Linked DNA regions of Lactuca sativa: region 1 is linked to region 2. The links are chromatin contacts, called in public Hi-C maps. All regions are on one chromosome and are shown on one strand. Each heading gives the region's core, a stretch centred on a gene start, on an enhancer-like site or on the middle of the called end of the contact. The rest is flanking DNA. Distances are from core to core; before and after follow the strand shown. Region 1 holds the start of LOC111891560 (thioredoxin-like fold domain-containing protein MRL7, chloroplastic). Region 2 holds the start of LOC111895519 (protein NPGR2).

The links. A called contact is a pair of places that touch in the nucleus more often than the background predicts.
Region 1: a contact with region 2 is called in a Hi-C map of bud, with 7 times the contacts expected there. The contact joins the promoter of LOC111891560 here to the promoter of LOC111895519 in region 2. A contact is called at or near these places in 4 of 4 Hi-C or Micro-C datasets (bud, leaf and seed).

What each region holds. Positions count from the first base shown.
Region 1 is chr5:358,187,686-358,193,580 of Lsat_Salinas_v11, forward strand. It overlaps LOC111891560 (thioredoxin-like fold domain-containing protein MRL7, chloroplastic), which reads left to right and starts at 3,507. Exons shown (of 4, transcript XM_023887612.2): 1 at 3,507-4,270; 2 at 4,455-4,539; 3 at 4,874-4,985; 4 at 5,092-5,297. The coding sequence starts at 3,549. The coding sequence ends at 5,186.
Region 2 is chr5:357,994,177-358,000,085 of Lsat_Salinas_v11, forward strand. LOC111895519 (protein NPGR2) reads right to left here and starts at 1,530. Exons shown (of 6, transcript XM_023891608.3): 1 at 1,284-1,530; 2 at 620-822; 3 at 237-489; 4 at 1-128. The coding sequence starts at 772.

The sequences.
Region 1 (5,895 bases), core at 2,257-4,756, 200 kb after region 2:
AGCTCCCATGACAAAGGGATAGTTCAGGCAATTAAATAAAAAGTTTAATTCAATTTTGGAGCATTCCCATACCTTTTCTTTTACGAAGTGGGAAAATCTTCTGACTACTCATCAAGAAACCGTGGGAATGCTCACATCTGAAAATACCAAAGTCATTGAAGAATCCACCAAGGCTGCCTAAGCTTCATACAAGAAGATAACCGAAGCTACAAAAAAGGTACTGAAATTACAAGACGAAGTCAAGGAATTCATGGCCGACTTCAGGACCTCTTCTGACAAGAACACAACTGATATGAACAAAGTCATTGAAGGATTTCGTTATTCTTTAAATGGAGAAAAAGAAGCTCTCTTAACTCTTCGTGCCGACATCAAGCTTGGCAATAGAACTGAATTCAACCATCACCACAAAGCTTGAAAAATTACAGGAGGACTTGGCAGCAGTAAATAAAATAATGGATTCCTTAGCAAAGTAAACTCAAAAAGTGAAGGTTCTGCATGAAAAATTGAAGAATGCTCAATTTAATGTCGCCAGGCTACAAGAAGAGAAGCTCTTTGTAAAAGCTCACAATTCTGAAATTCATCGACTATTAAGAATTGTTGAGACCAGATCCCCTCCATTCAATGATACAGTGCAACTTTCTCTCTCTGAAAAATTAAAACTTATGTTCGCTCTGCTGAATCAAATCCATGGTGTTTCGGGAAGCGGTGCTTCTTCGAAACAAAGGGGAGACGGGGATGATAAAGTGAAAGAAGAATTTGATAAGAAGGGTAATGAAGCTTTTAGATCAAGGAAAGATAAAGACACGACTACTTCTGAAGAAGATAATGAAGAAAATATGATTGAATTAGAAAGGGATGAAAGAAAGAAACGAGATAAAGAACTTGATGAGCTCAATGCTCTCCGACAAAAGTATGATGCAGAAGATGCTGAAGTTAAAAAATCGGATTTTATTTTAGAAAGTCAGAAGTCCTTGTTTCCTGCTTAGGCTTTCCAACGAATTCAAAAAGAAGCCATTGATCTTCCGGAGTTATACTGGTTGGAACCGAAGACGTCTTTTGACATCAGCAATGAATTTGAATGCCAATTAGACTTCCTTATCACCCCACGAGCATTCCTTTTTCGATGCTTCTAGAAGATCGAAAAGTCCCTAATCTCCAACAATGTGATCAACCGAAAACTCTTCAATTTATATCTCAAATATGGGAAGCCTCAGTACAAGTCTTGGAGTCTAAAGCGGATTGTTGGTTTGAAGGTTGGCTTACCTGAACAAACTGAAGATTTTCCGAACATTCACTTCAAAGGATTTTGGGGTTCGAATCATGTGCTTCATGAATTTTCTTTGGCTGATCTGCCTTTAATGAATCCATATGATTGGATTTCGTTATTCAACATTATTGCGAAAGATGTAAAGAAATACGAGCCTATTTTCGACCATTTGAAGAGGATGATTAAATGTTACATCCTGGAGATTACAAAGATGGATATTAAGAGTGCCTTTGTTTTGAATAAAAGACCCATAATGAAGCCATTTGAAGAACCTGAGGACATACAACATATGCAAAGGGGGACTGACTGACAAGGAATATTGGAGCATCGTGTATAAGAAGAAGGAGGGTGCAATTCTGAAAAATTGCATGTTATTTTTAAGGGACAAACACTTGTATTCTACAAGTGCAATGAATCAAATTCTGGCAAGGGCTAAAGCAAACCATGCCAACTCATCTTCTGATTTAAAATGTGTGTCGAATATGATTCAGTCGTATCTGGCTGTCAGGGCATCCCTTCTGAAAATTATGCCTAAGGTTTTTGACGCACAAAGACAACATTGAAGACTTGTCCATGTTCGGAATCGATGTATGGTTTATTCTATAAATAGCGTGCATGTAACTTTTAGGGTTATGACTTTTAAAGCAAGTACATAATATTTCCGCCTCAAGAACTATTCTATTGCTGTGATTAATAATCATTCGACATCTTTATGATCATTGTCGTTTCTTGTCTTTAATTCGTCTCATAAATATATAATCTATTGATCTTTCATTGTTTCTCACACACGTCATCATTTCACTCATTTTTCTTTCCATTACCAAAAGCCAGAGTATGTATGAGAAAAAACTTTCACTTTATTTTTTATAAATAAAACAATTGATTTTTTAGATTTATAATTTTTTTATAAAATAAGTAATAAACATAAAAATTAACTAACAATTTTAGGTCTTATAGACGTTACCTAGCAAAAAAAAAATCAAATTTCTACCGTTTTTTAACGGTTACAAAAAAAAAAGGAAAATATTGGAAGAATGACAGCCGGAGAGAGAATACGGCAACCCCACCCCATCCCTATCCCGTAGGGACGGTGTTGTGTTCCTATGTGCGAAAATACTTCATGCCACTCCTTTCGTGGGGCTCCGTCTCGCCTTATAATGTATCTCCAACGTTCAAAATCAACATAAGGAGGCATATATGATGATTTATGCCCATAACTATGGACATTTAGCAGAATATGTCCCTAAACTTTTAAATTTCTCATTTGTTATCCAATTAGTCACATTTAATCAACAAGTATTGAGATTTATAACCCAACCATCATAAGTTATACGTTAGTTTTCTTTTTAACAATTAAGGTGCAAGACAAGTTAAATCCAAGTCAAGCTTAAGTTTCTATAATAGGTAGGTTGGTCTACATTCTTTAACTTCTCCATTTAACCAAAATCAACTTTGAAAATTTAATTCTATTATTATTTTTACTTAAAAAAGTTATTTCTATTATTTAATTTAATTTAAATAATATCATTTATTTCCTTTTATTTAACAAATTTACTACTAAAGGTTAACACTTCTAGCACCGAAATACGGGTATTAATATAATGATTTGGACTTTGAATAACAAACCCACATCCCAATAATTACATTAAGCTAAGTCATAATAAAAATCCAAAAAATCTAGTGTTGATTTCATGAAGTTATAGTTTCAAAAACACTTTAGAAAAATCAGTAACTCGATCTGAATCATGGAAACAAAACTACGCTATTAGATTTGCGTTCTCGACATGCATGAAATTAACTTTAGATTTGATCTAGTCAGAGATTATCGTGCAATCTCAAGAAGCAGATGTGGAAAAGTAGTACGATGATGTCCACAATGCAATAAGAGAAATAAACGATTTTATTCAAGAAGTCAAAGAAAAAAATCATGACTTAAGAAAACAAAAGAAAGAAATTCGACATATGAAAAACTGGTTATCCAATCCATATGGTGCACTAATCTTCAAACCGCTTTTTAATGTGATATTTACAAAGACGTTATGAAAAAATAAGTTTTGATCGATGGGGAAAAACAATATTCTTGTATGATTTACGAGTATCCAAATTCCAGAGAAAAAAATACTAATGACTAGTTGACTAGTTGTGATGATTTTAAATTAATATTGTTAAATATAAAATATTTATTTATCTGGAAAAAAAAAAAAAAAAAAGTCTTTTATAGAAATTTTGCTACAAGTCAAACGAATCTCGAATTTTGTCACTCTTTCTTTGAACCCTAACAATGGCCTTAAACCCTTACCTCACTTTTCACTCACTCCTCCCTCTGTTCACACACACCAAGACGATTCGTTACCCTGCGTCTATCTCAAATATCAATTTCATTCGCAAGCATCGAATTCTATCTGCAGTTTCTAAAGATTCGGATGTAAGCTTTGAAGATGATAGAAAACCCAGAAAAAACCCCAAACCTAGAAGAAAACCAGCGACTGCAAACACCGAAAATCCAAAAAACGAAGAAGAAAAACCCTTCCCCACAACGATTCCTAGAAAACCCAGACGCGGTAGGCGAAGCGAAGCGGCTGCCGTGGAAGATTTCATGCGGAGTTCATTAGAGGAAACGTTTGCAGCGATTCGCGAGCAGAATTCGGAGGTTCTGGAAGGTAAAGAGAATGTAATTCGGGAAAGGATTACTGATGAAGAAGACGACGACGATGATGATAATGGTGATAAGAAGGAGAAGGAAAAGAAGAAGAAGGGAATGGTGGTGGAGGAAGAGGATCCAAATTGGCCACTGGATGCTGAAGTGGGGTGGGGAATTAGGGCATCGGAGTATTTCGAAAAGCATCCGATCAAGAATGTGATCGGAGAAGATGGGGTTGAGATTGATTGGGAAGGTGAATTGGATGATAATATAGTAGTTAAGGAGATCAATTGTTTGGAATGGGAGAGTTTTGCTTTCCATCCTAGTCCCTTAATCGTACTTGTCTTCGAAAGATATAATCGGTAATTAACATTATCTGCAAACTGATTACTTATTGACATAAATATATAATTAGCTAATCATCCTACATCTATTAATAACCTGATTATCTGATTCTGATGACACCTTCGAAATTGAGAAGTTATGGATAGTTAATTAACAAGTTGTATTAATCCTAATTTGTGGGTTTTATTTTTACTTTTACAGGGCAAGTGAAAATTGGAGGGCCTTAAAGGAGTTAGAGAAGGCTGCTAAGGTGTACTGGAACGCAAAAGATCGCCTTCCACCTAGGGTAAAAATACACAAAAAAAAAAAAAAAAAAAAAAAACATTTATTTGGATTTTATAAATAACTAATGTGTCAAATATGACTATAATCTGCTATACACAAAAAAAAACATTTATCAAGCACATCCTAATATTGTTACAATGATGATTGGATTTTCTGAAACAAAATGATTTAGTTAGGAGGTTGTTTGCATGTCGTTTCCTTCTTAACTAGTATTTTTTTAAAGTTTTCTCATTTGACTTGTTACAAATCAACGTATTTATAGATAAATGTGTTGAAATTGTCACCTGTGTTATTTAAATTTGGTTAGTTATAACTTTATTGGGTTGGAAATGCAGACAGTGAAGCTTGATATGAACATTGAGACGGATCTTGCGTATGCACTCAAGATTCGGGAATGCCCACAATTATTGTTTTTACGTGGAAACAGAATTATTTACAGGGAACCACGTAAGACAGTTTTTTAGTTGTTTTTGGTTAAATAAGTAAAAACAAAAGTAACGATTTTGATTATCTGAATCTGATTTATTGGGTTGGTTTGAATTGTGAATTGCAGAGATTCGAACAGCGGATGAGTTGGTGCAGATGATAGCACATTTTTACTACAAAGCGAGAAGACCTTCATGGATGAAAGATGCAAAATTGTACTGATGATCATAAGTTTCAATCTAATTATTTATTCATGGTTTCAATTCAAAGTGAAAATCAAATTATTTTGAAATATAAAGTATCATCTATATAATCAATTAATTAGTATTTAAAGGGTGTTAATTAGGTATTTGGATATTTCATGATTGTGCGATCTTAGGTTGGGATAAAGTGTAGTTGTGGCTATATGATCAATGAGGGTTAAATAATTAGTTACATCTCAGTTTTGATAAAGACTGATACACAAATTCCTGAATTATTAAAGTTTATAATATATATTCACACCAATAGCTTTATTATTATTTATTCACACCAATAGCTTTATTAAAAAAATAATAATAATAATAAATAATTCGGAGATTGTTTAAACTTTATTTTAGGAAACCTGGATGTAATTAATGTGTAGTCTGATCGTTTGCGTCATGGAAGAGACTAGGGTTCAAATCTCCCCCCTCTTGCTTTTTTATTATTTTTGTAGATATGTAGCTATGCCCCTTTCCCCCCTCAAGCTTTCATTATATACAACTTTGGTCCAGATTTTAATTTGCTTTACAAATTCGGTACGAAACATTTTTATAAATTTCCCTACAGTTTTTCCTTATTATAATTTATAAATTTGGCCCAATTTTAAGTATATTTTACAAATTGATATAAACTTCTCTTACAACTTTTTTCTAAGAACCTAGTTTTTTTTTAACTTCTTTTACAAGAC
Region 2 (5,909 bases), core at 280-2,779:
AGGAAGCAACTCGATTGCGTGGTTTAGGGTTTCATGTAATTTACAATCAGCACCTAAGTTTTCAGGCAACCCTTCGGGTAATGATGATTCGATAATGTCAAGAATTACTTTGCATGATTGAGCAGCTTCTGCAAAGAGTAGAAAATCAAGACATATGATCCTCTATGATTGATGTTATTTCAACATTTGAGCCTAAATGATGATCATAAGTAGAATATATAGAACAAGAAGAGTACCTTTATACCTCTGAAGAATTTGCAATGATTTTGACTTCAAATAAATTGCTTCAAGGAGTAAACCAACAGCATGTATAGACAATGGTGGATCCCCATAATTATGAGAAACTCTTCTACGAGGTTCGCCTCTTTGGGAAAGACTAATCTTCATCTTTGGAGTTACTGTTGCTATATCTATCCCTTCAAACACATGAAGAGCAGCTTCTATGTTTCCCTTTTGATATTCATATCTCCCTAACAACGCTCTTGCTTCCTATTTTACAATAACATTCAATTACCAATTCTAATAGACTTTCTTAACCAAAAGAAAGATTAAAACTTGTTCTATGGGTTCAATTCAAACCAGGAAATAAGAAAAAATGTAAAAAGTTTAGAGAAACAACCTCAAAATTTAAGGAACCATTTTCACGAAGAGATGATTCGGCTTCTTCAATATTACCCGTATCTGGCCTCCTATCGTTTTCACCAGTGGCTTGAGAAGAATAAGCACCAGAGGAACAATCCTCCACAGCTAATGATTCTGATGAAGATATCATCACTCTTGCTAGCTTAATTCAGCACCAAGTTTGAAATTATCGCAAATAATCTGCAAGATTGAGTTGTTAACACAATTGCTTGCGATTCCAAATCTTGTTTTATGCAAAAAAATAAACTCAATTCAGTATTCGTCCAAAAAATAAACACTAAATCTGCCCAATTCAAACCCTAATAAAGAACAGTTAGGAAAAACTAATCAGAGATTCGAAATTCAGGACGCACGACTAACTTCAAACCCTAGAGACTAAAAACCCTGATCAAAACAACCAGGAAAACGCCAAAATCAAAGATAGTAGATGAATTACCAAAACTCGTATTTAACAGCTCATAAAACTCAAATTAAATATATAATTGACGATGGGCCAGCAAATTCAAACCCTAGAAACCAAAATCCATGCTCAAAACAACTTAAAAGCCCTCAGAATCAAAGATACAATTCATGATGAATCAGGAAAACCCAAATTGCGATTCATTCACCCAGGAGAGATTCAGTTATAAGAGAGAAACTACCTTTCTTTATGGCGACTGAAATTGAGGAGAAACATCCGAACCCAACTTCTGTTCCAGTCAAAAGTGTTTGATCGACACAGAATCAAGTAAAGTTTGAAGCTTTTCCATCTTTATGGAAGAACAGTATGAAACAGTGGTAAGTATTTGGGTTTCTTGAGTTGATGAAACCGAAGTTTAAAAGAAGTTAAAGTTGTACCATATGGGAGATTATTCGAATTTTGTTTTCCCATGTGTAGTAAGTAGATGGCGTCATAAAGAATTTAAGCATTGAAGGGATTACCTGTCACAAAGAAGTTAGATGTGGCCGTGTCTCTCTGTTCCATGTTTCCTTTTGAATTTTTAACTTAATATATTCAGGGCTAAATTTCTTGTATTATATTTTTGTTACATTTTATGATTCTTAGCGATATCATTTAGCATATTAAAATAAAAAAAAAATTAAAAGAAAAGCCTAATTATACAATTATTAATTTGAAAAGTCGGTGCTAAATACACATGTTACTTTTCATTCCGTAAGAACTAAAATAACTAAAACCAAATCAAATTACATATTTTCAAGCATATAAAATAAGAGCCTTTTTGAAAATAAAGATTTAGGTAGTGTTTATCTTGAAAATAAGAATCATTCTGAAAATAATAATAGAGTTATTTTGGTTGTCTTTTATAACTGATAACACAACTAAAAAATCAAAAGAAATAAAATTAAGAAGAAAACTGGTAAGTCTATAAACAAATTTTGATAATGGTTTTAAGATTGTATAGAAAATGTTTTGTGCATCATCAGGGAAACAACCACAATTATACTCAAAGTATTAGATTGCCCATTAAACTATAATAATGTCATATTTGTTACTTTTAATTTAATAATTAAAAATTTAGGTCATTTTTAGTCACTAAATTTTCCTGAATATTTTATTTTGGTCATTATATTTTGTTTAAGTTATCATTAATCATTGAAATTGTTTATTTTTTTTATTATTTTTGTCTTGTCAACTTTATAATTAGTCATTGAACTTTTCTTGGTGTTTTATTTTAATCATTATACTTTGTTTAAATTATCATTAGTCACTGAACTTTTTTATTTTTTTCATTTTAGTCACTCTATTTTTTATTATCATATGTAAAAAAAAATTAAAAAGCTATAATTTTTTCCATTTCTCCATAACTAAACTTGTTACATCAATTATTTTAGAGTAAATTATATGAATAATCTTTGTGATTGAGGGTAGCATGCATGTTTAATGTTTTCAAATGCTACATACAAAACATAGCCTTTTTGCGTTGAAGGATGATCTAGTCTCTTGATTCGGGCTTTCGGAAGAAGAAGTAGACTTGTTAGTGTTTTCAATTAATTCGTATGTACTAAGATATTTCTTGGTTTGGACCACCCGATAAGAAGACTTTCCATAGGGTCACCTAATGTAAAACTAGTTATCGATGATGACTGGGTGCATTTCTACGAGTGACAAGAGCGATGGGGTGGATAATGGCAAAATAGTCTTTTTTTTAAATCATTGGGAGTGTTCGAGTTAAAAAAAAGTTAATGACTAAATGTGCACCCTACCCTAAATCACAAGGATTATTCATATAGTTTACTCTAAATAGTTTAGTTTACTCTAAATAGTTGATGTAACAAGTTTAGTTGTGGAGAAAATGAAAAAAATAGTAGTTTTTTTTAAAAAAAAATTATAAATGATAATAAAAAAATAAAGTGACTAAAATGAAAAAATAAACAAATTCAGTGATCAATGGTAGTTTAAACAAAATATAATGACTAAAATAAAACACTCATAAAAGTTCAATGACTAATTATAACTTTGACAACGTCGTTCTATGTTATATATTTGCTATCACCGGTTAGAGTGACCAAAATAAACAAGTTCAATGACTAATGATAACTTAAACAAAATATAATGACCAAAATAAAACATCCATAAAAATGCATTGACTAAAAATAACTTAAACCCAATAATTAATAACCTTATTTAACTTACAAAGCATATATTGCTCACATTATTATTGTTAATTTCTAATATTTAACCTTTATTGTTATAAATTTTAACAATTCTTTTTGTGTATTAAATTTTTGAAACTTTATTATATAATCTTTAGGTGTACAGCTATTATTTTCATTTTTATTTTCTTTAAAACAATATGATCCATTTTATGCATAAATATCAAACTAATGTGACTTTGATCATAGTTTTAAAGGAAGACTGAACCATAATGGTCACTATACCTATACATTTAATTGCATAAATCAAATGCAGATCAAAATTACGTACAATGTAACCTACACATTTACATTTTCAGTTGGTCTAATTATAGTCTTAAGTGAGGTCATTTAATTATGAAAAAATTGTAACATCTGCTTTCCAGGGAAGCTTCTTTCAAGTTTGAATCATTTAGTCTAATTTTGTAAAGTTTTAGCTTGGCCACGACATAGTGGTGGAGGGGCCACGACGTGGCATTTTCAACTTATTGGATGCACATTAATGAGGCACCACGACGTGGCAAGTTGCATAGTCGCGGTTGGGGTTCTAAACCCCAGATTTCAGGATTTGTAACGTCCTAAAAATAAGACCCAAAAACTTTTCATTTTTAAAATTACTAAAATTGTACATCATCTCATTTTCATGAACCAAGGTAGTCAAAGCTTCATTAATATATCATCATTATCAGAGTAAATCACAGAATACGGAAACATGTGGTGTGTATTCAACAATCATAACGAGCTCTTCCAATTGAAAACTGAAGTACCTGAAACATAAACTGAAACCGTAAGCACGAAGCTTAGTGAGTTCCCCAAAATACCACATACTAAACCATATACGGGGTCCCGCCCTCCATCGATTCTCACTCGGCTTCGGGCCCCACCCGGCATCGAGTCCTGCTCGGTTTACAGATCTGTCAATCACCAGGCCCCGCCTGACATCGGGAATCTCCCGATACATATAATCATATAAACATATAACCATACTAACACATGTTACGATAATCACAAAGACAATAGCATACCATACAGTCATCGATCCCCGCCCGGCATCGGGCCTTGCCCGGTAGCATAAAACACATACTGATAACTAGCATACCATATACTCATCAGGCCTCACCTGACATCGGGCCTTTGTGACATCCCCAATTTCACGGTCAGAAAAGACCAATTTGTTTATGCTTTGTTTTATAAAATCGGACTAATCCTTTGATTAAAAGAGTTGCGAAATTTGTTCCCAAAATAAAATATGATAAAACAAAATTTATCAAAGCATTTCTTAAAGAAATGTATTTTCATTAAATAACAAAATCTCGGGATGTCATGTTCCGATACAGACCAAAAGCATAAACAATATAAAATAGACCTTACAACAATTATTTATAACTACTGATCTATAATCCAAAATCTCTCGTCAAGTCCACCAACTTATATCCTTGTGTCATTACCTGTAATGCAAAGAAAACTGAGTGGGTCAGGCTTGGGAGCCTGGTGAGCATATAGGGTTTTCAACCTACAATAATATAATTATTATATTTAATCATCAAATAATCAACCCAATTACCCATCCCCATTATCTTCTTTATTTCTTAAGGTTTTAACCTAAGAACCAACTATCCTTCATTCATTCATTCCTAAGGATTTACCTAAGGAATTGGCACGAAGTCCATTGTTGCCAAAGTTTATCTATCAGGTACTAAATCCATAGCTATAAGGCGCTAACTCCATAGTCACCAAGGTTCACTTAACAAGCGCTAACTCTATAGTGGCCAAGGTTTACTCAACAAGCGCTAACTCCATAGTCGCCAAGGTTTACTCAACGTGCGCTAACTCCATAGTCGCCAAGGTTCATCAAATAGGCACGAAGTCACATCGTCGCCATAGTTTATACAATAGGCACTAACTCCATAGTTTCCAAGGTTCATCAAATAGGCACGAAGTCACATCGTCGCCAAGGTTTATACAATAGGCGCTAACTCCATAGTCACCAACTATCCCATCAACCCATGCTCTACCCAACATTTTCGTAGATACAAATACTTACACAGTTTAAATCATTTAACACCTGTATAAAACATCAATTTTATGCCCATCTCAAATAGACAAACAATATATAAACACATAGCACGTATTTCATAGCAAATACTTTGTATTTATGTGTTAGAAGAAAGTGACTATACACTCACACATATAAACAACAATATACTTAATACATTCAAACAATACTTGTATTATTACCGTGTTTATGAAATGGACTATACACTCACTTGATCAGAAGATGATCGGACAACACTACGGCTTGTAGAAGTAGTATTCTTCGGTGAACCGGGAGATCTTCACAAAAACCGGCTTCTCGCGGGTAGAGCTTCGGCTCGGGAATTTCAATTCTCAGGATCTTCGGAGCTTCGGGACTTGCTTCGGGTCTCGGGATTAATATCGGGGATTCGGGATATTTCTTGCACGTAAAACGGGGTAAAAACGAGTGAGAGAGACGAGTTTGAACAAAAAAAATCGGCAACCATCGACATCTATTTATAGGGTGCTGAAACCTCGATTATGCTGGGCGTAAATTTAGGTATGCTGGGTGTACTAAGCCTTACGCTGGGCGCACACGGCGTCATTGCATGCGTATG